2 separate regions of the Xenopus laevis genome follow, and region 2 is linked to region 1. The links are chromatin contacts, called in public Hi-C maps. All regions are on one chromosome and are shown on one strand. The core of a region is the stretch at or near the end of the contact, and the rest is flanking DNA. Distances in the headings are between cores, read along the strand shown. Region 1 overlaps zfand5.L (zinc finger AN1-type containing 5 L homeolog). Region 2 holds the start of LOC108695507 (transmembrane channel-like protein 1).

Region 1 (6,557 bases), core at 587-3,086:
TATGTTGGCGCTATATAAATACATGTTAATAATAATAATAATAAAGTTGCAAAAGTGTTTTGCTCGTATTCTCTCAGCCACCACAGTTGTGGCGTAATTCATTCGTAGAGTGCGCACATAAATATTCGCAATATGCGATTTTTGACATATTTAAAAAGCTCTTTTAGACATTCGCATTGTGAAAAACAATTTGCAATTCTGTTTGCACCACACTTATTCAGATTTATAAATATAACCATGTGCAGGGCTAATATATTCACTTTGCGAACCAATCTGCCTTGCGCAAAGTTTATAAATGAGCCCCACTGACATGTAATGTTTGACTTTTTATGGCGGTTAAATTATCTCTGGAGCAAAACTTTGGCAAGCCCTGTGACTGCCAAGATAAGTACAGGAGATAAGACATAAATGCAGTCTTTCAAAAAGCATTGGGTCTGTGATTTTATCTTGTTCTTATCACTTCCTGCTATTTCTTGCTACAGCAGATTACAGTGTTGTAAGCATGTAAGCGTCACTATGCATTCATTCTTTCTCTTCCTTATTGCCTCCCACAGGTCTCCTGTAATGTCATAATCTCCTTATATGAAACCAGCAGGGACCAGTAAGCAAATAATCATGTACTAGTTCCACTTTAGGTTTGACCAGTCTTAAATGGACAGTAAGAGCACTCGCTAGGGCAATTAAGATTGATGGTTAGCCTTTAGAGCAATTCCTAGTGTCCTGACTAATCCTCATTTACACATTCCAGTCTTCTCTATGGGCACCTGTTCTCTGAATAAACGTGTTCATTAGCTAAGGTAACACCGGCACGGTTTCATTGCACTGGCCATTTTATTATTTAAAGATACACACAGAAACATATGCGGTACAAACCTCATTCCTAATCCATGACAAAAAGCCAACTCATTGGATAATTAAGACGTTCCTTGTGAGAATGAAAAACCTAACCATTTCATTAATTGCCCCGAGTAATTATGAGGTTAGACACGTGAAAATGGTTTCACCGCTCCTTATCTCGAAGCAGGGCAGGAAGCAGAGAATGTTTAAAAGAAACATAGAGACAAGCTTACATATATATTATATTAAACCTTAATTCATTCATATTTCTCATTCAAGATGTAACTTCAGAGGGGAGCATGGATGGTTGTGATGCGGATCCGAGCAGAAAGCTTAAAAGACACAATTATATATATATATATATATATATATATATATATATATATATATATATATATATATATATATATATATATATATATATATACTGGATAGTACAAGGCATAGCCGTTATGCAATATTCCTTCTTTGTGCATATACTAAAGGGAAATGGTTAATATATATAATATAAACCTTTTGTCATTCACTAATTCAAATTCCATTATACTATAAAAATATAACTCACAGCAACCCCATACAGAAGCTAAGATCTATGGAGTAAGTTGTTTTTTATGTACATATGTACTTTTCCAATTAATTAGGGAGATTATAATAGGCAGGAGGATCCACAGGCAGAGGGTATAACATTGTAGGATAAGAGCACAAGACAAAACCAATTATTTCCATATATCCTTTGCGCACAGGTTCACTCTAAATTCCTTGGTGGGTTATATTCCCTAATAAAAAATGTAATCTATTTTATCACAATGTCCAATTTTGTGTAACACCAATAGCGGCCCTTCTGTTTATGATCTGTTACTATGGGGTTACCAGGAAAGTCCCGCATTCAGCAGAGTGGTAGATTAGCCAGAAACTCTTTGAGTTCTTACAGTAAGACAGAGTGGGTGGTTTTTAAAAGGGAAAAGTCCAGACACTTGGAGCCAATCACAGAACAGCGTGGCCATTGTAGGGGTCAGAGAAGGACTGAAAGAGGAAGGGGTGGAGGGAGGGAGAGAGGGCACAATGACTGGACAAGGAGTGCCACAGTCAGCTTGCTTCTCAGCCCACATGATTTGCACTTCTGAACGGTTTACATTTCTTCTTATATATCTGCAATTGAATATAAAATGAAGAATTGCCGTCTGTGAAAATTGAACACTCTACTCACATGATATGATCCAGCACTGAAGGCCAGGCCAGATATACTGTAACTTTATCATTCACCACGGGCAGTCATTCACACTAACTGCCGCCTATAGCTGGATCGAGAACAAAGCATTGCAGACAATTAAAACGACATGCTCCATTTAAAGGATAAAAAAAACGCCTACCCCCTAACCCACATAAACCATTACATTTGTAGCCTAACAGAGCATTTGTTTTTTAGGTGGGGTCAGCAACACCCATTATATAAATAATAATACAACTATATAAAAAATACATAGAGGACCAATTGAAAAGTTGCTTAGAATTGGCCATTCCATAACAAGCTAAAAGTTAACTTAAAGGTGAACCACCCCTGCGTTTTCATCCGACAGTCGGATCAATGTAGTCGGATCAATTTCTTGGGATTCTCCTTCACTTCCGTTTTCTGTAAAACATCCGACACGTCACATGCGTTTAGTCGCATTGCGACGTGTCCAAGCGCTTCATCTAGTCCTGCCCTTACATATTGAATTTCTAAGATTATAGATTTCTTACTCAAAATGTTGTTGAATAGCCGTGCAGAATGGGCTTTGATGTAACAGCACATACAGCATTCTGAATGCTACTATGAGAGGTGATTCTCAGCACTTCCAAAATGGAGTAGTGTATGACTGATCTACCTCTAGTGGCATTCAAAATGCAACTTGTTTCATAGCTCCAAAGCACTCTAGCACTAAACCTCAACCTGCTGACAGGGTTTATCTACTTTATCAAGATGTTCGAGTTGAGGTTATTGAGACGTGGTGCATACCATAGTAAGCCCATCATAGGAGTAATATGAAAAAAATCCAGTAGCACACTGTAATTCGCCAAAAAGTGTTCTGCCTTTTATTTAGCCCAAGTAGATACAAAAAAGAGCAATGTTTTGGCTCCCCCCTGGTCCTTTACCAAGATGGGACCTGAAACCTTTCCCTTTTTTTGTATGTACATGGGCTAAATAAAATGTAAAACACCTTTTCACGAATTACAGCGTGCTACTGGATTTTTTCCTATGTATTAGTTGACCCAAAGCAGGCGAGGGTCTTCCAGTATTAGCACCTGGCACCTTCACTGATGAAATTCAATTGGGTTGAGCTCTCCATATTGCAAACATAAACAGATATTAAACATAATAGGCAAGAGCAATGACTATCCTGTAAATTATGTCCTTATAATCGGAGCTTAGTGATGTCATTCGACTCATTTTGCATATATAGTAAATAAAGTAACCCCTTATGCAAAATATGAGGATATTAGAAGTAGGGATGCACCGAATCCACTATTTTGGATTCAGCCAAACCCCCGAATCCTTCACGAAAGATTCGGCCGAATACCAAACCACATCCTAATTTGCATATGTAAATTAGGGGTGTGAAGGGAAAACATTTACTTGTTTTGTGACAAAAAGTCGTGCAATTTCCCTCCCCGACCCTAATTTGCATATTAGGATTCGGTTCAGCCGGGCAGAAGGATTCGGCCGAATCCTGCTGAAAAAGGCAGAATCCTGACCGAATTCCGAAGCGAATCCTGGATTCGGTGCATCCCTAATTAGAAGTCACGTTGGAGTTCCATGACCTGTATAAGCCTGTATCAGCCTTCAGCCTTGTGTTTTTATATGGTCATGGAACTCCTCTGTAACTTATATTATCCTTATATTTCACAAAAGAGGTTACTTTATTCACTATATATGCAATTGCATATCAGATTATTGCCTTAATACATTCTAATAATGGTTTTGGCAGTTTCAAACCCTAGTATGCCATAAACAGTACCTTTGAAAGCAGCCAAAGACATTGACAGGCAAAATTAGAAGCAATCCAGACCAAAACAGAAGTAAAGCAAAGGTATGAACAACTGTTGCATAGGTCATATATGTTCTATAAGATTAGCTTTTGCAAATTAGCGCACAATTAATGATTCAAGGAAAAAGAAATCCAAGAAAAATGCTCCCACTGTACATAATTTTATTATTTACATAATACAATATAGCATAAATGCTGAATAGCATGATTATGTGCAATACATAAATATCAACTATCTGTACACATTTGCATATCTATTAACTCAGAACAGAAATACAAGGTTTAAAGCAAAGAAAAAACAAAAAAACCTGATGCTTGGAAAGTGAAGAGTAAACTAGAGACAGAACAGACAAAGTAAAACCTTAAAGTGAGTCTGAGTGAACATATAAAACTATTTACAGACGAGAACGGGATTACCACAACTCTACTCTAAAAATTGTACTCGCTCATCTAAAAATGGAAAAGAAAAACGGTAAAAGGTCCATACATAAGAAAACCTTCCATTAGAACACAGAAGTGATATTACCAGACAAGCATCAGTGAAGTATACTGCCTTTTGTAGAGTTGATTTTGTACAAAGCTGTATATACTGCAGCCCATGCAACACAACTGAGAACGTTAAAAGTCCTAAACCCAAGTGAAACTGAGAAACGCTGAGCAGCCCTCTGTGTGTGGCTCCTGATACCACTCATGGAAGTCATTAAATGCACCCAAAAAACCAAGGATCAGTCAGCAGCTATGTCAGGTAGAGTTTACATGCAAATCTGTGCAACTGAATCACATTGTAAAACCTCAATCTTAATGGTCAAAAAGCCATTTTCTTGAATACCTCACAAAAAATGGAGGGGGGGGGAACAAACAAACCCACACACCCCATTACATCTAAACAAAACCACACATTCTATTGAGACAAGAATACCAGAAATGAAGCCCAATCCCCAGAGAACGGCTACTGGCTGCTTCTTAGAATAGGTGATGCCATCGGACCGCTAAAAACACTGCTGTCGATTTTGACAAAACATGGAAATGAAATGTTGGAATAATAGACCAAAGTCAGGGGAAAAAGGCACAGTAAACGAGAGACAATGTGGTAATAGCAAAGTATGTTGCAAAATAATACCAACATTATTGCCATTATTTAAAGGGCAAGTCAACTCCAATATAAACATTTGCCTAATAAAAGAAAACATTCAAAACAACTTTCCAATATACATTCATTGCAAATGTTCTATGGTTTTTAAGTTATTTGTAAATGTATTGCTATTGAAAGCAGTGTTTGTCTGTCCCTGTCTATTCTCTGTCCTGGTGGCTCAGACTGTTGATACAATGTAAGACAAGGCAGCTGATTAACAGACCTGTCTTTGCGAATTTAAAGTTAAAACTGCCTTGTTTTTTTTTTTTTTTTCTCGTTAAGTAGAAACAATTTTTTTTATGTTACTGGTCCTTTAAGCCAATGCTGCTTTCAATATCAATTGTTTTTATAAATAACTGAAAATTTGTAATGAATGTATATTAGAAAGTTGCTTAGAATTATGTTTTTTTTATTGGGCAAATTTTTATTTTGGTGTTGACTTGCCCTTTAAGGTATCCTTATTCTTTAATGGTGGAGAATATTGCACTTGTGGCACAGATAAAACCCCTGCACAATGCATGGACTAGTATAGTTACTGCACACAAGCTACCCAAAAATGACAACATATTCCTTGTGCAAATATGTGTGAAGCTCATAAACCTCACAAGAACTATAAAAAAAAAGAAAGCTAACGGCACGATTAACCTTAGTGTCACAGGACACTAAACAGGTGGGAAAAGGGCAGTCATTATTTCAGTGAAATATTGCATATTGTTTATAGGCCCCCCAAAAATGCCACAAAGTTCAGTTTCAAAGCAGCAGCTGAGGAACGGCTGGAGAAGCTTAATGACACCACATGTATTAAGGATCCTATTTATTTACTTGGTGCAGTTGCTGGACTGTTTCTTGGCAGTGCTATGGTTTGGACCAATTCAAAGTTCTGCTATTCAGAAAATGTAAAGGCCGGCTGTCACCTGAATTCTTCTACAGCATGCAAAGAGTTTTGCAAAGCAGTTTTTGAAATGACTAGAACAGGAACATCCTACTGCAATACAGTCTGATACAGTTCATATCCAGTACAGTTAATTTCAGAGTAATCTAGGACATGGGAGAAGGTGCATTATCTGTTTTATCCTGCTGTATTAGACCAGGATAAGCCAGCTGCCAAATCTATTTCTACAAGCCGAGGATCAGGTGAAGGCATGCAGGATGGAAGCCTACAGTTTTTTGGCACATTCGCTTGTTAACAGAACACCAGATATGCAAGAATTGTAAAGCTTAGTCCAATGACGACAATCCACGGATTTTGGGCCCAGGTGCTTCTGTTGGAAAAGGGCTGTATGTATTCATCCAATTTTGTCTGTAACAAACACCCAAACATTCTTTAAGTTCAAGATAAGATGGGGGTGGGGAGAGGAAGAGAAACATCACAAAAAGAAACTGAGGATAACATCAGAAGGAAAAAAAAATGGACATGCATCTGCTCTTTCATATTCCCTAGGATATTTTAAAATCAGAAACCCAGAAAAAAATAGAAGTCTGTCTTCACAAAATGTATCATTGTTTATATTCTCTGTATTTTTTCTGCCACCACAACGGGGTTTTCTTTTCTTATTTTTGCA
Region 2 (6,202 bases), core at 511-3,010, 63 kb after region 1:
ACCTTAGGCAGTGACTTAAATAAAGACTCAAATATCAATTATTAGTGGCTTGAATAGAAAGATAAGTAATTACAATTAGCAATAACAATAAAATTGTAGTCTCACAGTTTTGTGGCTGCTTCGGCCAGTGAACCCTATTTGAGAGCTGCAAAGAAGCAGAAGATCAAGGCAGATAATTCAGAAACTTTTAAAAGTAAAGACTGAGGTGAACTACCCCTTTTAATCTAAGTTTACATCTTATTGTCATATTAATACAGAGAAAAGGGCAAATCGGTAAAAAATTAACAATTTTTCATTAAACAGGACATTATAGGATTTAGCAATGCCATATTTAGGAACACTCTGCATAACAGATCTACCATCAGTATTCTGTCCCAGAACTGGTTTCCACTGAACTGAAGTAGGTTCTTGTAGAGAAGGTTCCTCTATAAGATGGTCAGTTGTTGCTCTTAAATTTATCTGGAACTTCAGGCAATCAGTAATCAAACATAATAGCCAGAACACTACTTCCTGCTTTGCAGCACTCTTGCTTTCCACTGATTGGTGACCAGGCAGTAATCAATCAGGGACTTGAGGGGGGGGGCACATGGATCATAAATGTTGCTTTTTGAATCAGACCTGCATGGTAAGGATCAATTGCAAACTCGCCAAACAATTATGTCCCATGTGGCTCCTCTTCAAGTCGCTGACAAAGTCAGAGTTATAGAGCTGCAAAGCAGGAAGTAGTGTTTTTGCTATTATGTTACACATCCAGTAACTCTAGCCTTTATACATTACATTTTTGGATAATTAACTATATTAGAAACATTTTTTATTTTGCACAGCCTATCTATTTACCCAGTTTTTTTTTGTTTTTTTTATAATGAACTGTTCCTTTAAGTAACAATGTAGCATTGCTTTCAAATAAAAGCTATAATATCAACCAGAGGTTAGCTACTTTTAAACATGTTACTTATTGAATGAACAATTATGTGTTTTACTTTTAGTTCAAATCGAAGTGGACAGTGAAGAGGACAATGAAGGTAAAGCCAACTAGCATTTAACATCCAGCATAAATTTGAAATGTATATTTGACTAGTGGATACTGATTTTTCGGATTATTATGAGATCACATTTGAAAGGTAGTTTGTCACAACACTGAACAAACTTGCTTGAAATTCTCTAAAGAGAAAGGGTATTGCTGAGCAGCATTTTCTTTGATATTACACTATTTAAAACCTAAACAGCATAGGTCCAACTTTGTTAACTATGGTTAAGAATTATGGTTAAGAAACGCACCACAGCCATTGATTACTCTGACTGTACGAGTCAAATCAAAGCTAATCAATAGGCTTGGGTGAGTTTGACCCGTTTTGTTTTGCCCAAAAAATAATAAGTCTATGGGCATAATTTCCTCAGCGAAATAAGCCAAAAAAATTCGCCCATCCTTACTTATCAGTGATGGAAAGTTGTAGGTTACTAGTCCACTGCAGAGTTGTATGTTTATAAAGGAGGGCCTATGTTTAGATGCCTTTTGCTAAAACTATTTCTGCTGGTTACAGAGATAAATGAGCTGTGACTGTTTAATGACATTTTTAATGAGATTGTAAACTCAAACTTTAACCCATTGAAAATGGGCTATGGCCTCTCTGGCTAGTTAATGAGCCTAAATGTGTGGTGTACATTTTATTCCTACCTCCTATGAAAGTGCTTATATTAGCGGGACCTTTCCATTTTCATTTGCTTGTTATCTTTAATATCTTATTTTCTTTACTGTGTATTTCTATTAAAATAACTGTGGACTGGAGTTGTAGCTAATACATGAATACATGTCTAATATTTTCATTTTTAAGATTCTGAAGAAGAAGATAAGCCCCCAAAGAGAAGGGAGAAAAACTGGAGAATTCCAGACATGAAACCGTGGCTGGGAGAAATGACAGATGATGAAATTAGGAATGCGAATACAGAAGAACTCAATGAGAACGGGGAAGTTAGCCCTGGTGGAAGGACTGGCAGAAAAGGAAGGAAGGGACCTGGAGCAGACAAGAGAAAGCCAAAGGATAAGAAAAAGGACAAGAAGAAGAAAGATGCAGATGGGTAACTTGAGAGATAAATAGACTCATACACAAGGCCTTCATATGTTGGTGATTGTGTAAAGCATATAAATAAGAAAGTGTATGTTCACACATTATTTAGATCTTTGGCTTTTACTTTAGTACATAACTCTTCTCAGAGAGAAAAGGCATGTTAATGGACCACTTTTGTCTTTTTGAAACAGTTAAATGTTAATATCCACAGATCTGACTCTGATGAAGACGACATCACAGAAGAGGAATTAGACAAATTAAAGGAAGCTGTAGAAGAAAAAAAGAAACTTATTGCCACCATAAGAAACAAACCTTGGAAAATGAAGCAAAAACTAGAAGTCCTGAAGTAGGTGCCATTTTATTTATATGGGGAATCAAGTACTTCACTGTAAAATAAGAATGTTAGAAGTCATTGAAGAATTCCATGAAGTCACAACCACATGGCCACCAGCAGTGTACTTTTATAAAGGTCACTGAACTTGGGGCGACTGTTTAACTGATCTGTGCAGAACAGTGAAACTGAAAGTACTTTAATGTGGGAACTTTTGTTCTTCAGAGGAATTGTGAGAGGAAGAGAAGGTATCTGTCTGACAAAATTTCCCTTTTCAGTTATCAACGCTGAAACTCCATGTATAATTATTACTATATACACTCGGAACACTAACAACTTTTGGCTCCTATACATGGAGCTTGTCTCTAGTAAATCCCACCCCCTTTATTACAGGGTATAACAAAACAATCTGGTCCATTAGCGCTTTATAGTAAAAATAAAGATTTTTTTTATTTAAAACTACACAACACAACACATTTGTGCCCAAGGCATTTTTATTTTATGTTTTACTGATTCAGTCAAGATGCTGTGCAACACAGGATCTTAAAGCATAATTTCATTAGTTTTATACACATGGATTTTATTGTAGGACTATTTATTTGTGAATTAATTTGGCAGCAAAGGAACATTTGTCCAGATAAAACACAGAGCACCAGTCATGCATACATTCAGTTTTTAAATGCTATTATGCTGACTTTTTTTTTAAGGGATGCGCAAGAGTTTGTGGAAAAATTTGAAGGAGCTTTGGGGAAAGGAAAAGGGAAAAAGTTTTACGCATACAAGGTCATGATGCTGAAAGTAAGTGCACTTTGCCTTATACCAAAACAGTACCAATGAAAGTTGCAACAGTGTAGAACCTATTTTCCGGAACTAGACTTTGTGGGGGCAAATTTGCACCTGGGCAGTAACCTCAGATGATCAGATGTTCAACCCACAGCTGGCTGAAAAAAGCTAATCACTGATTGGTTGTTATAGGTTACTGCCCAGGTGCAAATATGCCCAGTGTTTATAATTGAGGCCCACTGTGTATTTGGTCAAAGTACTGGATTTTTATCACTAGTTCTTTTATACTTTGAGATGGTTGTTATGATGGGATACATAAATTATATGTACACATACAGTATATGATATTTAGGGATTATATTTAAAGTGTTTTATTATGGACCCTTTTGGTTTTGAGATTTTACAGTTTTAACCCTCCAGTTGTTAATACACTGCAAACTAGTACTAAATACTAGTACTAACTCACAGCAACCCACTGGCAGTCTTCAGGGATTATCAGGAGCTGAGGGGTTTTGCTATTTATAGGGTTTTGAACTGAACAATTTTCTTAGGGCTGTTTGGGTCATAACTGCCTGTTTAGATTTCAGCCCTGTAAAACCCGAACAATCATTTTGTCAATAACCACCTTTGAAAACCCCACTCACACGAGGCACAAACATGACCAAAATGTCATAACGTCACCCCATATGTCAGTGTCGGACTGGCCCACCGGGCTACCAGGAAAAGTCCCGGTGGGCCCAGGTGTTAGTGAACCCTCATGCTGCTAAACATTTGGCCTATTTCATGGTCATTCCCTATTTTTATGAGACCAAGAGGCAAAATATTTGGAAAAATAGAGTATAGTATGTAAAGAAAAGAGACTAGGAGAATAGAGGTTGAGTGAGGAGAGGAAGAAAAATATTTCTAAGAGTGGGCCTCTGGTCTAAGGTTAATTGTCGGGCCCCTGGTCAAAGGTTTTTGGGTGGGCCTCTGGTGTTCCAGTCCGAAACTGCCATATGTCACTGCTCCTCCACTGATGCTATCATTCTGCAACCCTAGTATAGGTACATGAAATAGTTATCAAGCATTCCACAATTGTTGCCCTCTAAAGAGTCTCCTGTCATGCAGGATCTACATGCCATCCATCAGCCCTGTGTGTTGCTCAGCAGTAAAACAATATGTGCCTCATTTATTAATGGCATGTGCTGTACAGATCTAATAAAACATCTTCCCACAAAACATCTTTGTTACTGCTGCTAAACACAAGCTCTACATCAATACTGCAGTGCACTGAAATATGCATTCTCTGGTAAATCATCAATCAGTGCATAAACATCTGTATGGCTGGCACATGGGTTGTCTCCATTTGTTACTAATCATCCTACACACGATATTATACATGGGGGGCTGTGAATTAATGGAAACCTGCTTATAGCATTTAAAGAAATATACTGTTTTAAGCAAAAGCCTCCATTTGATATCTTTTAATTCTTTTTGTGCCTGGCACCATGCAGAAGTTTGGACAAGATTCCTTATATGTAAATATTTCAAGATTGTTTATATGTAAAAGGTGTGGTTAATTAACAATTTAATCACAAAAAAACAGTGGTAGCTACTGGCCAGAAAATAAAGTATTATTCTACTAATTTGCCTTGCTTCGTGACACTTAAGTGTAATAATAATCTAATAAGATATCATATCCTGCAGAAAATATTACAAAATCATAATGGTTTTTTTTCCAATCCCCATAAGATTCAGGATTAATAGTTGATGGAAAGCTTGTCATCTTGAAATAATGTCTATATTTATCTAGTGTGAAAGATCTACTTTCTTCTAGAGGTCATGACAGAGGATCAATTGCAGAAGGCACTGAATCTGAATAGCTCTGATTCCTCTGTCGGCTCCTCGTAAACCCGAGGAAGTCACTTTATCTCCCACTGCCTCTGGCTCCACAAAAATGAATGCAAGCTATACTGATAGATATACTGGCAGGGTTTCACTCACATATTTTGTGAACAGTGAAGCATAAAGATAGCAGCACTGAATAAATATTTTGATGTAATTTTTCTGTAGAAGATGTCATAATGGAGAGAGTGTATATGCTCTCCCAGTATTCTGTTTTTATTTACCCCCAGCAGTGATATTCTGATATGAGACTAACAGTTCAATTATTCTTTCTCAATATACTACTGACAAAGCTTAGTAGTACTTTGATTTACTGAGACCAATTCAGTTCATTTTCAGTTCAGGATCAGTATTTCATTATTATGAACTGGTACATATAAACAGCAACAAAACCTCTAGAAATTGTCTTAAACTCTTCTTATTATACTTCATATAACTATTCTGTATGTAACCCTGAGGGTTAGGCATCTCCACGGGCAGTTTCCCCATGTAGTTCGGGCACCTTTGCTGGGTTATTTCTTAAAATCGAATTTTTTGAGATTTATTATACCACAATGCTGCAAAAAGCCTAAATCATAAAATCAGCCATCTCTGACCTGTCGAGGTCCTGTATAAGTCAATGGGAGAGGCACCTAACTCAATTTGAAGTTTTCATGGTCTGCGCTGGGTTTAGCCCAAAAATCCAAATTTTCAGGGTTTTCGTGCAAAAACTCCAAAAATTTGAGCAATTCAAGAAAAAAATACAAAAATGTTGAGCAATTTGGGAAAAAGGTGGAAAAATTTGGCATGGGAGTTTGGTTGTGTTTTTTTTTTACTAAAATATGAGATAAATTGAGATTTTACTAAATAACCCCCCTAAACTGGTCCTTAGTGAGCCCTGGGTGAAAGACCATTTCCGGAATGTTATCAGTAATCTGATCTGGTTCATTGCTTGCCCAGTAGATGGCAGTGTTTAAAAGGGAGAGGACACATGTGCTCAGGGGTCTTCCTGGATCTCACTTTGTGGGGAGGTGGGTACAGGAGTGAGTCTGAGTTTGTGACAGGCCTTCGTTAGGGATAGTTTTATTTAGTGTCAGAAGTTCTGTAATAGTCGCTCCAGGAGCAAAAGTTAGAGGCAGTGTATTTAGTGAGCAGCTTT

What was found. A called contact is a pair of places that touch in the nucleus more often than the background predicts.
Region 2: a Hi-C map of the XL177 cell line shows a contact between it and region 1, with 3 times the contacts expected there. The contact joins the promoter of LOC108695507 here to the enhancer-like site in region 1. A contact is called at or near these places in 3 of 4 Hi-C or Micro-C datasets (the XL177 cell line, the XTC cell line and animal cap).

The regions. Positions count from the first base shown.
Region 1 is chr1L:141,269,130-141,275,686 of Xenopus_laevis_v10.1, forward strand. It overlaps zfand5.L (zinc finger AN1-type containing 5 L homeolog), which reads right to left. Exons shown (of 6, transcript NM_001094346.1): 6 at 5,270-6,557. The coding sequence ends at 6,500. Among protein-coding and RNA genes, the nearest start is that of zfand5.L, 20 kb to the right of the region's middle. Within about 2 kb of position 1,837, at least 1 of the 7 cell types and tissues checked has an H3K27ac peak or open chromatin away from gene starts, as enhancers often do.
Region 2 is chr1L:141,331,945-141,338,146 of Xenopus_laevis_v10.1, forward strand. It overlaps LOC108695507 (transmembrane channel-like protein 1), which reads left to right and starts at 1,761. Exons shown (of 18, transcript XM_018224068.2): 1 at 1,761-2,077; 2 at 2,284-2,412; 3 at 3,105-3,195. The coding sequence starts at 1,920.